4 separate regions of the Mus musculus genome follow, and regions 1, 2 and 4 are each linked to region 3. A link is a contact called in public HiChIP or PLAC-seq data. All regions are on one chromosome and are shown on one strand. Each heading gives the region's core, a stretch centred on a gene start, on an enhancer-like site or on the middle of the called end of the contact. The rest is flanking DNA. Distances are from core to core; before and after follow the strand shown. Region 1 overlaps Lrpprc (leucine-rich PPR-motif containing). Region 2 has its middle 66 kb from the start of 1110020A21Rik. Region 3 holds the start of Six3 (sine oculis-related homeobox 3). Region 4 overlaps Lrpprc (leucine-rich PPR-motif containing).

Evidence for each region. HiChIP or PLAC-seq counts read pairs in DNA pulled down with a chosen protein or histone mark.
Region 1: a contact with region 3 is called in an H3K4me3 HiChIP or PLAC-seq map of embryonic basal ganglia, with 7 times the contacts expected there. The contact joins the enhancer-like site here to the promoter of Six3 in region 3. A contact is called at or near these places in 10 of 39 promoter capture datasets (3T3-L1-derived adipocytes, the HPC-7 cell line, HPC-7-derived erythroid cells and 5 more), 2 of 15 datasets of contacts at CTCF or cohesin (pro-B cells and stem cell-derived epiblast-like cells), 20 of 484 Hi-C or Micro-C datasets (CD4 T cells, CD8 T cells, the N1E-115 cell line and 11 more), 12 of 115 datasets of contacts at active chromatin or transcription factors (astrocytes, craniofacial prominence, embryonic basal ganglia and 8 more) and 2 of 9 other capture datasets (adipose tissue and embryonic stem cells).
Region 2: a contact with region 3 is called in an H3K4me3 HiChIP or PLAC-seq map of forebrain, with 5 times the contacts expected there. The contact joins the enhancer-like site here to the promoter of Six3 in region 3. A contact is called at or near these places in 14 of 39 promoter capture datasets (the 3T3-L1 cell line, 3T3-L1-derived adipocytes, embryonic stem cells and 8 more), 7 of 484 Hi-C or Micro-C datasets (the C2C12 cell line, embryonic fibroblasts, frontal cortex and 4 more), 9 of 115 datasets of contacts at active chromatin or transcription factors (craniofacial prominence, embryonic basal ganglia, embryonic forebrain and 5 more) and 2 of 9 other capture datasets (adipose tissue and liver).
Region 4: an H3K4me3 HiChIP or PLAC-seq map of embryonic basal ganglia shows a contact between it and region 3, with 5 times the contacts expected there. The contact joins the enhancer-like site here to the promoter of Six3 in region 3. A contact is called at or near these places in 16 of 39 promoter capture datasets (the 3T3-L1 cell line, 3T3-L1-derived adipocytes, the HPC-7 cell line and 9 more), 4 of 15 datasets of contacts at CTCF or cohesin (embryonic stem cells, large pre-B cells, pro-B cells and 1 more), 28 of 484 Hi-C or Micro-C datasets (CD4 T cells, CD8 T cells, the N1E-115 cell line and 12 more), 13 of 115 datasets of contacts at active chromatin or transcription factors (astrocytes, craniofacial prominence, embryonic basal ganglia and 6 more) and 1 of 9 other capture datasets (adipose tissue).

The regions. Positions count from the first base shown.
Region 1 is chr17:84,748,159-84,751,055 of GRCm38.p6, forward strand. Lrpprc (leucine-rich PPR-motif containing) reads right to left here. Exons shown (of 38, transcript NM_028233.2): 22 at 2,350-2,435; 23 at 803-1,010. Among named protein-coding and RNA genes, the nearest start is that of Lrpprc, 41 kb to the right of the region's middle. Within about 2 kb of position 1,318, at least 44 of the 459 cell types and tissues checked have an H3K27ac peak or open chromatin away from gene starts, as enhancers often do. A contact at or near this core is called in the N1E-115 cell line, embryonic basal ganglia, embryonic brain and 1 more, where this site is marked.
Region 2 is chr17:84,889,733-84,892,548 of GRCm38.p6, forward strand. No RefSeq gene overlaps it. Among named protein-coding and RNA genes, the nearest start is that of 1110020A21Rik, 66 kb to the right of the region's middle. Within about 2 kb of position 1,404, at least 11 of the 459 cell types and tissues checked have an H3K27ac peak or open chromatin away from gene starts, as enhancers often do. A contact at or near this core is called in forebrain, where this site is marked.
Region 3 is chr17:85,619,190-85,622,453 of GRCm38.p6, forward strand. Six3 (sine oculis-related homeobox 3) reads left to right here and starts at 1,645. Exons shown (of 2, transcript NM_011381.4): 1 at 1,645-2,859. The coding sequence starts at 2,051.
Region 4 is chr17:84,708,027-84,711,048 of GRCm38.p6, forward strand. Lrpprc (leucine-rich PPR-motif containing) reads right to left here. Exons shown (of 38, transcript NM_028233.2): 33 at 2,509-2,648; 34 at 2,265-2,380; 35 at 62-136. Among named protein-coding and RNA genes, the nearest start is that of Abcg8, 26 kb to the left of the region's middle. Within about 2 kb of position 1,640, at least 35 of the 459 cell types and tissues checked have an H3K27ac peak or open chromatin away from gene starts, as enhancers often do. A contact at or near this core is called in cortical neurons, embryonic basal ganglia, forebrain and 1 more, where this site is marked.

The DNA.
Region 1 (2,897 bases), core at 68-2,567, 870 kb before region 3:
AAACTGGGCACCAACCAACAAGGGCATTTGCAAAGGAAAAAAATTCCAATCTCAGAAAATCTTGCCTTTTCAACAAAATTCATTTCCCATAAAGAGAAACACTTCTCAGAGATGGACTCGTATCCTGGTACGTGTGGTTACCGAGCAAACAGAGGAGGAATGCCAGGAGAGGTCTCTGTTTATTCCCTGGATAACAACCACACGGTATAAGGAGAAAGCCTTCCAGAGGATCTTAGTTTATTATAGTCATTAATAACCAGCACTTATCAGACTCAAAGGTTAGAGGAAACTTTGTATTTATGTATTCATTTCTTTAGAGTTCTCACACTATAGCCCTGGCTGGCCCAGGACTCGGAAATGTGCCAGCCTCTGCCTCCTACCTCCCATGTGCTAGGATTAAAGGCATGCACCACCATGTCTGGCTTGTTTTTAGTTTTTGGAGTTAAGGCGTTGCTTTGTAGCTAAGGCTGGCCTAGAACTCACTACACAACTCGGACGGGTCTGAACTTGCTATCAGCCTCCAGCCTCAACCTCCAGAGTGCTGGGATTATAGGTGTGTACCACCACACCCGACCACAGATACAATTTCATATAATACCATTATACGCTCTTTAAACAACAAGAGTCACTAGAGACCTCCACTGACAGGTAAAAGACAGCCGCTGGGCTGCTGGTGTCTAAAGGGATTCCTAGTCTACCTCGGTTTCCTTCTACATCAACAAATGAGTCAAGGGTTCTAATCACCAGAGTATTTGCAGAGCAAAGGCCCAGACATCCCAAATCCAAAGTGCAATGAGCTTACTTTTCCAGGTGCACAGTGACCAACGGGAAGCTTATGTTGCTGGACGGCTTTGCCAACCCAAGAGTCACGATGGCTTCATGCAGCTGTTTTACTGTTTCAATTTCACCTCTTAAAGCTGCACCATTGAGGATGTGGAAAAAGGACAAGACTGTTGCATCTTTGATAACAACATCCTTCTCTTTCATCTCCTTTAGAATGTTAATAGCATCTACAATGAAGTAACACAAAAGACCCTTAGGTAATTTCACATAGGGAAAACAAACTGCTATTAGACCAGCATTTCGAGCCCAGCAGGAATGTAAATTCTAGTGTATAATGCCGATTTCGAGTTAATTACTACTTGCATTTCTAAACGAGACTACAATTATAAATCCACAATAGCATGGTTTTATCATTTCCCTGCAACTTTGACTACAAATTACAGATAGGGACCGTGTGCCCACTCTGCACCACGCAGCCCTGCATGGTCTGCCCTGTAGCTGTAAGATCCTGCTAAATGGATGCTTTTATCGTTCAGAGCTAACATCTGCTAAATCACACCATTGTTTCTTCGGCAGATGGCTTGTCAGGAGGCCAGATAATAAAGATGTGTTTACACTGTATCTTCAGCCAGACTAATGGTCTGATACCGATACGGCCTGTTTGCTATGTCGATACTAATTAGCCAAGCAGAGCCAATGAAAGCTTTCCAAAAGACTGCATACTAATACATTAGATTCATTAAGCTTCATTAGGAAGGTACAAACAAACAGTTTAGAATATGGAATAAGTGCACTTTTATAATGTTTCTTCTCAATTATTATACAGACAAAATGTTTTGACCACTTTACAAAAACTAATTTTAAAAAGCAGACTAATTTGTGTTAGAAAGACTTCCTAGGAAAAATGTCAACATTCAAATCAAAAAAAGCTCCCATTCCGTCTCTTCTGAAAATAAAAGAGAGGAAATGTAAGGACCAAGTTCTGGTACCAGGCTAAGAGGACCAAGAACTAGCAACAGGAAGACTGCATAGCAAGTGCAATTAATTAGATTATTAGGGTTAGCAATTTTCCAACGAGGAAATTAGAGCATGTAAATCATCCATGTAATCAAATTCGCTTTTCAACTAAAATATCCATCTTGTTACTGTTACTAAAGGTTAAGGCAAAACTCGGCAGTTCAGGTCCATATCTATCAGGTTGTGTTTGCAGGTTTTAGGTTCAGCCTTCAGATCTTTTTAAGCAAAAACAAAGCCATTAGTGCAGGCACATAAGCAAACTGTGCCATAAGTCATGATCTTCAAACTCAGTCCAAACAGCAATGCTAATAAAAACTAGCTGCAGAAATGCAAAAGGCACTGAGCTGTGCAAAAGTAAATGACAAGCCTGCCTATCCATTAAAACTAATGGCCTGCACTGCCCATGCAGTCGCTGCTCGGATTCACATGCAAATTTGTATGCAAAGTGTTCAAGCACTTTGTAGAGCATGATAGCCATTAATATCAATTCACGTGTGAATCCAGGGTAAGGACTGGCATCGCAGAGTTCCCCCATGTCCTGGGGCTTACCTTGGAGTCTGCTGTGCTTTCCCAGTACTTTTACAAGGGCTACGTACTTGGCAGTGTCAAGAATAGCCGAAGCATCTAAGCGGTCACTATAAAATAAGCCAGAGTTATGGGAGTCAATTAACTATAAAAACGACAGTCATAGTCAATTGATCACTTTCCAAAAACTAACCAAACAGTCTGCATTGCGATACCCGCCTTGACACATAACGTGTCTGAAACCATGTATCAATTCGAAGTTATTTACAGTCATGAATGCATAAGGAGGACTGCAGAAGCACACACTGCCTGGCTGCACAGGAAGATACTGAAGACACACTTTGTCTTTACAGGTCTTTTCATGTTCTAGCCTTCACTGTGACCACCCAAATACCTACACTTACTTATCTCCATGTTAGAATCTGGTAGTAAAGAAACGCAAGCTGCCTGGAGGTAGACAGGACTGTGTGCAGCACTACAGGGCAAGGGAACGGACGGGCCGCAGCTCACTGGAAGCCGCTGCCGCATGCCGTGGCTTGGGAACTAGAATGTTCTACTAAACTGAAAAGGCC
Region 2 (2,816 bases), core at 154-2,653, 730 kb before region 3:
AAGACATCGTTCTGAGATGGCCTTTACCATTAGAGAGTGTCCAGGATCTCTGCTGGTGGCTGTGCCTACTTAGTGAAAAATCTGGAGGTACCACAGCTACAGGGCTAGCTGATGCATTGTCATTGTCTCAGGAGCTACCTGCCTCCCACCTCCCCATTCTGTATCTTCAGTCTGTGTGCTTTATCCCCAGGTAGCCCTGACTTCATGCTTGGCACAGCTCTAATGTCGTGTGAAAACACAACATCCAACTGCAGAAGGCTGGCTTCATGTTTGCTTTGTTGTTTTTTTTTCTTTTCCTTTTAGGTTATTTCTTCTATTCCACATGTATAATAAGTGTTTTATTTGAACTGTGTATGTGTATCATGTGTGTGCCTGGTGTCCGTGGAGGTCAGAAGAGGGCGTCAGATCACCTGGCACTAGAGTTGCAGATGATTGTGGTTGGCCACATAGACACTGGAAGAGCAGCCAGTGCTCTTAACCACTGAGCCGTCTCTCCAGTTGGTTTGTCTGCCTTCTTAAGCAAGGGATACTTTTGAGACTCTCCCAGCAGCAGACTCCTTACCCCATTCTTCTTCTTCTCCTTCTTCTTCTTCTCCTTCTTCTTCTTCTTCTTCTTCTTCTTATTATTATTATTATTATTATTATTATTATTATATTTATTTGGTTAAGACAAGGTTTCTCTGTGTAGCCCTGGCTGTCCTGGAACTCACTCTGTAGACCAAGCTGGCCTCGAACTCAGAAATACACCTGCATCTGCCTCCCGAGTGCTGGGATTAAAGGCGTGCGCCACCACCACCCAGCCTCCTTCTTACCCCATTAACCAGAATTACCTCGTGTGCTTGTGTTTGAGAAGGGGAAGCAAGATCACTTAAATTTGTTGTGTCAGTTAGGTGTGACCCCAGAAACAGGGAGGATCTCTGTCGCTGTGCTCATTAGCGAAGTCTGAAACCACATGTTCAGCTCCTCTTCTGTGTTCAGACCCGTGAAGCTTCGTGTCGAAGTCTAGGTATGGAGAATGTCACTGCCGGGCTTCTTGACTCAGAGAAGACACCGAGGAAATGTCCTCTGAAGCTAGGGACTGAGGTCATGCTTGAGGTGCCGGGGCCAGGTTCACAAGCAGGGATGGTCAGGGAGCAACAGTCGCAGAAGCAGGACTTGGCAAAGAAGTGAGGAACTCCCCACGTTCCACTGGCACTCGGTCCCCAATTACGATTCCAGAATTATTAGCTTTGATTCTGTGAGAAAGGAATACATCAAAGCCAGAATCCTATGAATTAAAACGTTGACTAATCGAGCTAATTATAGTTCAGTCATCTGAATTTTCACACAATGAGCTGAGTTCTCATGAAGCCCGTTCTTAAGCAGGAAGCTTTGATGATGATGTAGCTGCTATTTATGTCCTAGAACCAATCCTCCTCGGTCTGGCCAGGGGGCTCCTTGCTGGGGTGCCTCTGCCAGCTCAAACCTTGACGGATTCAGCCCCAGTTTCTTAAAAGCTCAGGCAAGCTCCGTGGAGGTGGAGCTTATGAAGATGTTGGGAGAAAGATGCCCTTCCTTGGGGAAATAGCTAAGCAGAGTGCCAGCATGCCAGAATGTCATTCTCATTTTCAATTTTATTCCAGATTTTCAAATACTTAGGGAATTTACATAGCGTGATTATGCCTCAGGGAGCGCCTTCTCCTTAGCATGTGTTAGCTATCACACTAGTATAATACATTTTAATCACTGTTTAGATGTTCCTTGCTCAAGAGTTAGTAATGTAGACTAGCCCTAAGTCTTTGATGAGCCAGGATGGTGAACTCTGGGTATGAAACAGCCTTTTCAAGAGAGAATTCATTTATTCTGAAACACCCATTGGGCACCAAGAAAAATGATGCATTGAGGTACATCCTCTCTTCCTGCCCTGCCAGGGACATTTGTCACATCTGAGGACAGTTTTAGTTGTCATAACTAGAAGTCAAGGTTCTGGCAAGCCGTTCTGGCACCTGTCGTGGACTGCTGATCATCTGGCAACACACAACCCACCTTCCCAAGTTAAGCTAGGAGTAGGTAGTAGCACACACCTGGCACACCCACTCTCAGGAGACCGAGGCAAGGGGATTGCTTTGAGATCAAGGCTAGCCTGAGCTACACAGGATGACTCCGTCTCATAAAACAAAACAATCAACAACAACAAAATCCCACAACAAAGAATTATCTGACCTAAATGTTGCTAGTGTCAGGGCCGAGAATCCATGTTCTATTAACCGCTTTTCCTACGGCTGTTATAAAACGGTCTGACCAAGGCAGCCTGTAGCATGAAGGGTTCGTCTGGGGCTTGTGTTTGCAGAGGTGTAAAAGCCCATCCCCTGTCACAAGGGGAAGCATGACAGCATACAGGCATGGTGACTAGAGCAGGTGAGAACTCAAATCTCAAACCACAAGCAAGAGAGACCATGGTCCGAGGTTTGAAGCCTCAAAGCTGACCCCCAGTGACAGACTTCCTCCAGCAAGGCTAAATCTCTAAATCTTCCCCTAACTGTGTCTTCAACTCCAGAGCAATAATCCAAGTGCCCGAGAATATGAATATGAAGGAACATCTCATTTAAATCACCACACTTATATAAGGGGGAAATGGGCTTTCATTTATATTCATATGTATATTCCCATTTATACTCACACTTATTCAAAGTTGACAGTATCTATATTTAAGAGGTGTTACCTGCCACCAAGACCCATATTTGTGAAGACCGCTTTACGCTTGGCATTTCTGAAGGAATGCTAACAATAAGTGAATTGAAGCCAGACAGCGCTGGCTCACACCTTTAATGGGGTGC
Region 3 (3,264 bases), core at 395-2,894:
TCCACTTCTCCCTCATTGAGCTCTCCTGAGTGGTGTGTACCCGGCGCCGCGCCCCCAGATCTGCATCGGAATGTAGAAAAGATCTTTTTAAAAAAAGTTTTGAATTCCTCAATGATTTTTCTTCTGGAAAGGCAGCTTAGGATAATTATTTCAGCTTTATTGAGGGCAGATTAGTTGAAGTCTGGGCGCTGCGTTTCAATACGCGTTGTACATGGGCCGACAATGTGGGCATTGTTAGCTACTGTGTGTGAATCCATTCAACATATACACTTTTTAACACCAGTCCGAATCCTGTCTAAATATACACAGTGCGTAGGGAAAGATGTCTCTGACCCGGACAAATCTGCGTAAATCACACTTCCATAGTTACAGAAGCCTCACAAAGGGAGGCCGGCCTCAAGATGCAGATTACAACTTCTCACAAGCAACATACCTAAGAATAAATAAATGCCCGGGCCTGGCCCAGAGGCTGTGGTAGCCGCAGGCAGGAAAGACACTCTGAGTTCTTTGGACAAGGGGAGTCTGTTTCAGGGTTATGATATTGCTTTATGTATGGAGAATTTTGGCTTTAATTATGTATTGTAGTTATTTACATTATGAGCTTTCAGGCCTTGGGCGCTTACTCAGGGTGGCCTCTAAAGTTTCTGTATCTTTTGGGGGATGTTGGGCATGACAGGGGTTGTACCCATGGTAGGAAAAGTGGGCATCCTCCCCTAGGTCCAGAGTCCCTAGGTTTCTGGCCTCCTGTTGCTAGTCTACCACTGTGGGAGACAGCTGAAGTCTGGGGGGTGGGGGAACAAAGAGTGGAGTTGATTTTGAAGACAGAGAAAGTGTAATGTCTCCACTGTTATAAAATGCATAGTGATGGAAAACTTCACCAATGCTTGGCTGGGAGCAGAACTGTGCAATGGTGTGGAAAGAGTTGGGAAATGTAGTCCAAGGGCACTGACTGGCCAGGAAAGCCTCATAGCCTCCTGCTTGTTAATCTTAGCCCTGGCTTCAACTCCCTATGTACCATATTCTGTCTCCCAGATCTAGGCTCCCCCAGCAGCTTGCTACGGTGACTATGCAGTGAGCCTCGTCATCTCTCCTCTTTCTTCCTGACCAGTGGTCACATAGACAGAAGGAGGTGGCTGAGATACCATGTGCAAACCTTGCCAGGTCACCTGATCCCCAGCCTCATCTAAGGCTGCCTGGTGCTCCTGAGGCTGGAGTCTCTTCCTAACCCCAAACACTCCGTGTAACGAATAGCTCGCTGCATTCAACTACTCTACTCCTATTCCTTTTCGAATTTTTGATCAAAACTTCTTTGAGCAAGAGGAGGAGGAAGAGGAGAGAGAAAGAGAGAGAGAGAGAGAGAGAGAGAGAGAGAGAGAGAGAGAGAGAGGATATTAAGAGTTGCAAAGATTTTTTTTAATTCTGTTTCGCCCTCTTCTCCCTCACCCCCCCCCCCTCCGGCTAAGTGGTAAAACCGTCCTTACGTTCTCAGTATTGATTGGCAGGGCTGACAGTGATTGGCAGTGGTTGCCGTGGCAACGCCACAACGACACGCCACAGACCAATAGAAAAGCGAAACAAAATGTTTCAATGCTGCACTCACTGTGGATTTAGGGGAGATATTATGAGGCTGTTGTCATTAGGGCGATTGCTGTGGAATCGCTGAATCTTGACTCGGCCGTGGTTGGCTCTCGCTCTCCTCTCTCCCTCTCCCTCTCTCTGCCTCGGGCTCGCGCTCTCTCTCTCTCTCTCTCTCTCTCTCTCTCTCTCTCTCTCTCTCTCTCTCTCTCTCTCTGCGCGCGCGCACCGGGCCGCTCTCCTTCCTCCCTCTCTATGTGGCTGCGCGGGTGTGTGTGTATGTGGATGTGTGTGGGGTGTGGGTGTCCCTTACGTCCTTCCTCCTCCCCCTCCTTCTCCTTCTGCTCCCCCCTCCTTTCCATCTCCTCCTCCCCCCTCTCCTCTCCCTCCTCCTGGTCCTCATCGCCCCTCTCCTCCTCTTCCTCCCCTCTCTCTTCCTCTCCCTGAATTTTTTCCTCTCCTCTCAGGTCAGTCCATGGTATTCCGCTCCCCCCTAGATCTCTATTCCTCCCACTTCTTGTTGCCAAACTTCGCCGATTCTCACCACTGCTCCCTACTTCTGGCGAGTAGCGGCGGCGGGAGCGGTGCGAGCGGCGGCGGCGGCGGCGCGGGAGGAGGCGGCGGCGGGAACCGTGCGGGAGGCGGCGGTGCTGGCGGAGCAGGCGGCGGCAGCGGCGGCGGCGGCTCCAGGGCCCCCCCGGAAGAGTTGTCCATGTTCCAGTTGCCCACCCTCAACTTCTCGCCGGAGCAGGTGGCCAGCGTCTGCGAGACGCTGGAGGAGACGGGCGACATCGAGCGGCTGGGCCGCTTCCTCTGGTCGCTGCCCGTGGCCCCCGGGGCGTGCGAGGCCATCAACAAACACGAGTCGATCCTGCGCGCGCGCGCTGTCGTCGCCTTCCACACCGGCAACTTCCGCGACCTGTACCACATCCTGGAGAACCACAAGTTCACTAAGGAGTCTCACGGCAAGCTGCAAGCCATGTGGCTCGAGGCGCACTACCAGGAGGCCGAGAAGCTGCGCGGCCGCCCGCTCGGCCCGGTGGACAAGTACCGCGTGCGCAAGAAGTTCCCTCTGCCGCGCACCATCTGGGATGGCGAGCAGAAGACCCATTGCTTCAAGGAGCGGACTCGGAGCCTGCTGCGGGAGTGGTACCTGCAGGATCCCTACCCCAACCCCAGCAAGAAACGCGAACTGGCGCAGGCCACCGGCCTCACCCCCACACAAGTAGGCAACTGGTTTAAGAACCGGCGACAGCGCGACCGCGCAGCGGCGGCCAAGAACAGGTCAGTGGCGGGGACCGCGGCCAGGCCACCACAGGCTCCGGGCTAGAAAAATGGAAACGGGTGGAAACTCAGGCTGTCGGGGAATGGTAGAGGCGGCTGATCCAGTTCTGGAGATACCGGTGCTCTCTGGACAGTTAGAGAAAAGTTTCTGGTTGCCCTGGAACAGGGAACAACTGGCTGTGGGTTTATATACTGCTTTGCTCAAGAAGGGCTTTTTTTATCAGAGCCAGCGCTGTGTGAGCATGCCCCTGGTGTCCTCAACCCTCCGTGCCTGTCCCTAGGGGCCTTAAACCCCTCGCGGGTCTCTTCAGCCCTGGCACCAGCTAGAAGACTGGAAGGAAAGGAAAATACTACTTGCTATCTGATTATTTCTGTGCACCGCAAAAGGGGGGGGGCTTGGTTTAG
Region 4 (3,022 bases), core at 390-2,889, 910 kb before region 3:
AGGTTCTGAGCCGCAATGGGTCAGGACCATCTGACTGGACGGCTCTAACAAAGCTCCGTACCTTTTTCGGTTTCTGAGAAGTCCTCAGACAGAACACCGACAGAAGCGAGCTCTGCTCGGCAATGGCACCGCATCTCTGAAAGGCAGAGCAGTGTCAGTGGCGGTGTTAAGTGAGCCAGCCAGGGCAAATCTCCCAATTAAGGAAGTTCCCGGTGACACAGCAACGCACCATGCCCACCAGGAGCCCAGCATCTGGCCAGGTTTACTTAGGCACGAAAGGGGGCGATGGGCGAGCTGTGTCAACCCTGGTGAGTGTGGCTCTCTGCATCAGGGATGAAGTTTGTTTAAAGAGAAAAGGGAAAAATTAAACTAATGCTTCAACAAGCACAGAACAAGGCTCAGGACTGCAAAGAAAGAGGGAGGAAGGACCACCACTCCTCGCCAATTACTCTGCCAAGCATTCACAAGTGAGCTAGGGATCATAAGGTTAATTATACATTTAATAAGGTGTCAGGGAGATAACTGCTCGTTTCTTTATAAAAATTAAAATGTACAAAGCAAGTTCTCTTTAAAGTATAATTACCTACACTTATGCATACAAAAGGACTGATTTCAATCTCTGCAGTTATAAAAGGCTTTCACTGCAACAGACAGCCAGTGCTCGAGAAAGAGACAAAAGTTATACTAACAAAGTTTCTATGACAGACCAGATAAATCAAGTGTCTATCCAGTCCTACATGCTTTAGTCAAATGAAATCTGGCAAGACAATATTTTAGTTTACATCATCGCAGATGTCATCCTCCACGTTTCTGACAGCACAGTGCTTGCTCAAAGCTTTACAACACTGTCAATGCTAAGATGAACAGCACAAAAAAACGGCTGGGACACACACAACATTGGCGTCATAAACACCCGGGAGCCAAGCGCTCCTCACTAGAGAAGCTCAGCTCTTCATTGTGTGGCAGGCAGAGATGCGGCTGCTGTCAGGTCTGCACTCAGCCACCACCAAGAGCTCCAAGGTGTGGTACGGCTGCTGGAGACAGCTCTGAGCATGGCTGCTGGCAATTCTACTTCTCTGGAAGGCATGAAAATGGTGGCTCACAATGAGCTGGTAGAGCCAGCAAGGTCCTCCTCTAGAGAACAATTAGAAGAGTGTGTTCAAGGTGAAAGAACACCTTCACCAGTGTGACTAGGTATCTGCTTACAGCCCAGGGTAACCTGTTAGCACCAAACCCAGGGAGATAAAGCATAAAAGGCTGCCTGAGAGAACAATGAAGATTCCCAGAAAACTATCTGTCCAATTTCCTACAAAGGAAGTAAACAAACCAAACCAAACAGAAGCAATCTGTTAAAGCAGAGGAAAATGTTCAGACACGCCTCTGTAAGTGGCGTGGCTTGTGCTGTCAAGCTAGACACACTTGGATCAAACCTGGAGCTCAAGCCAGTGGCTAGAGCGTGCCGTCCACATCTTCACTGACTCCTCCCAGCTGGTAGGAGCGGAAGTGAACATAACAGTATTTACAATCAGAAATTGGTCCCAGGCCTCAATTTGACACAGGGAGTCTACACAAACACAGCCGCTGGCGGGATCACCGTGACTGTTTGACTGCCACCTGCTGGGAAGGGGCCCCCGGCGGTGCCTGTTTGTGTACATTGCCAGCGGCGGCGGATCACCCACCGCTCCAGCGCGCTTGGCACAGCTTTCTATTTAGAGCTGTTAAAATGGCATGAAAGCAGTCGTCTCCTCTCCTCCAGATTGCTGATTTAACTGAGTGCGGGCCACAGAGAGAGCCACATTTGTCATTTAATGTGTCTGTGACACATTAGTGAATAGAAAGCAAATTCAACTCTTAATAAACCTTGAATAAGGCACTGAGAATGTTTGAGTATTCAAGTGAGAAGCTGTACGTGAAAAGCAAACATTTCCTACTTCTTGTTTGCAAACTGTGTTGCCATGGTGATGCACAGTATTTAGAGCATTAAAGAAATTAGGAAACCAAAGGATTTGATGCTTTGCATTAGCCATCTTTGCAGAACCACTTGTCTCAGTTTCCTACTCGACGCCTGTCTTAATTACTAGGATTTCCAGTTCGACCTGACATCTTTAAAACTGGCAATAGACAGCCCACAGGGTCGTCATGCAATCTGGATTGACACTGAACTTCAGGGTTCTAGCAGGAGTTTCATCCATCCCGTGCACTCCGGTCTAGTCCTCTCCCAGTTCAATTCTCATGAGCTCCGAGTCCCGATGAGGAGTCATTACCTCTAAGAGAGCTCTGGCCTCATCCACCTTGCCTGAATCCACAAGCTGCAGGAATAGATCAGTGACGGGCTTGTAAAGTGCAAACTGATTCGCCATTCTCTCAGACATGATGCTTACTGCAAGAAACACAGGTAAGGAAAAGCGTTCACTAAACGGGAATGGCTCACGGGCCAAAGAAGTCTGGGCCAATTTCACCCAAGACAAAGATGAGCTTCTACGCTCTTTTAACAGCAAGGCAACTCACACTTCTCTAGCGCTGGTTCCATCTGCTCTTCGATCACTTTTCTGAATAGATACGACAAGCCAAAGTACTGAGGTTCTATGGCTTGGTTCTCGGAAGCAAGCAGGTGCTCAATGTTTTCTATGGCAGCATCAAGTTTATTACTGTAAATGAAAACAAAATCACAATAAAGTATTTACTTGTATAAAATTGCAGTCCGTTTTAACTCATGTGGATACTCATGCAAATACTTCAGAAAAAAGGGACTATATTTATAAGCAGATTAATAACTAATAATTTTCAAAGCCTATCATGTAACATAACCTAGTTATATAGATATAAAATGCTATAATTTTGGCTTTATAGATCACAGAGGGCATTAGAATATGAAGCAAAGACAACATATGACATTTGGAGATGAAAAAAAATAAAAAGATCATACACCAAAAGTTGTACTTTCATGGCTAACAGAGACTTCTTTTCATCGGGCACCATATATTTGGAAAATACTCAATACTAGAATCCTCAGAAAAGGGCA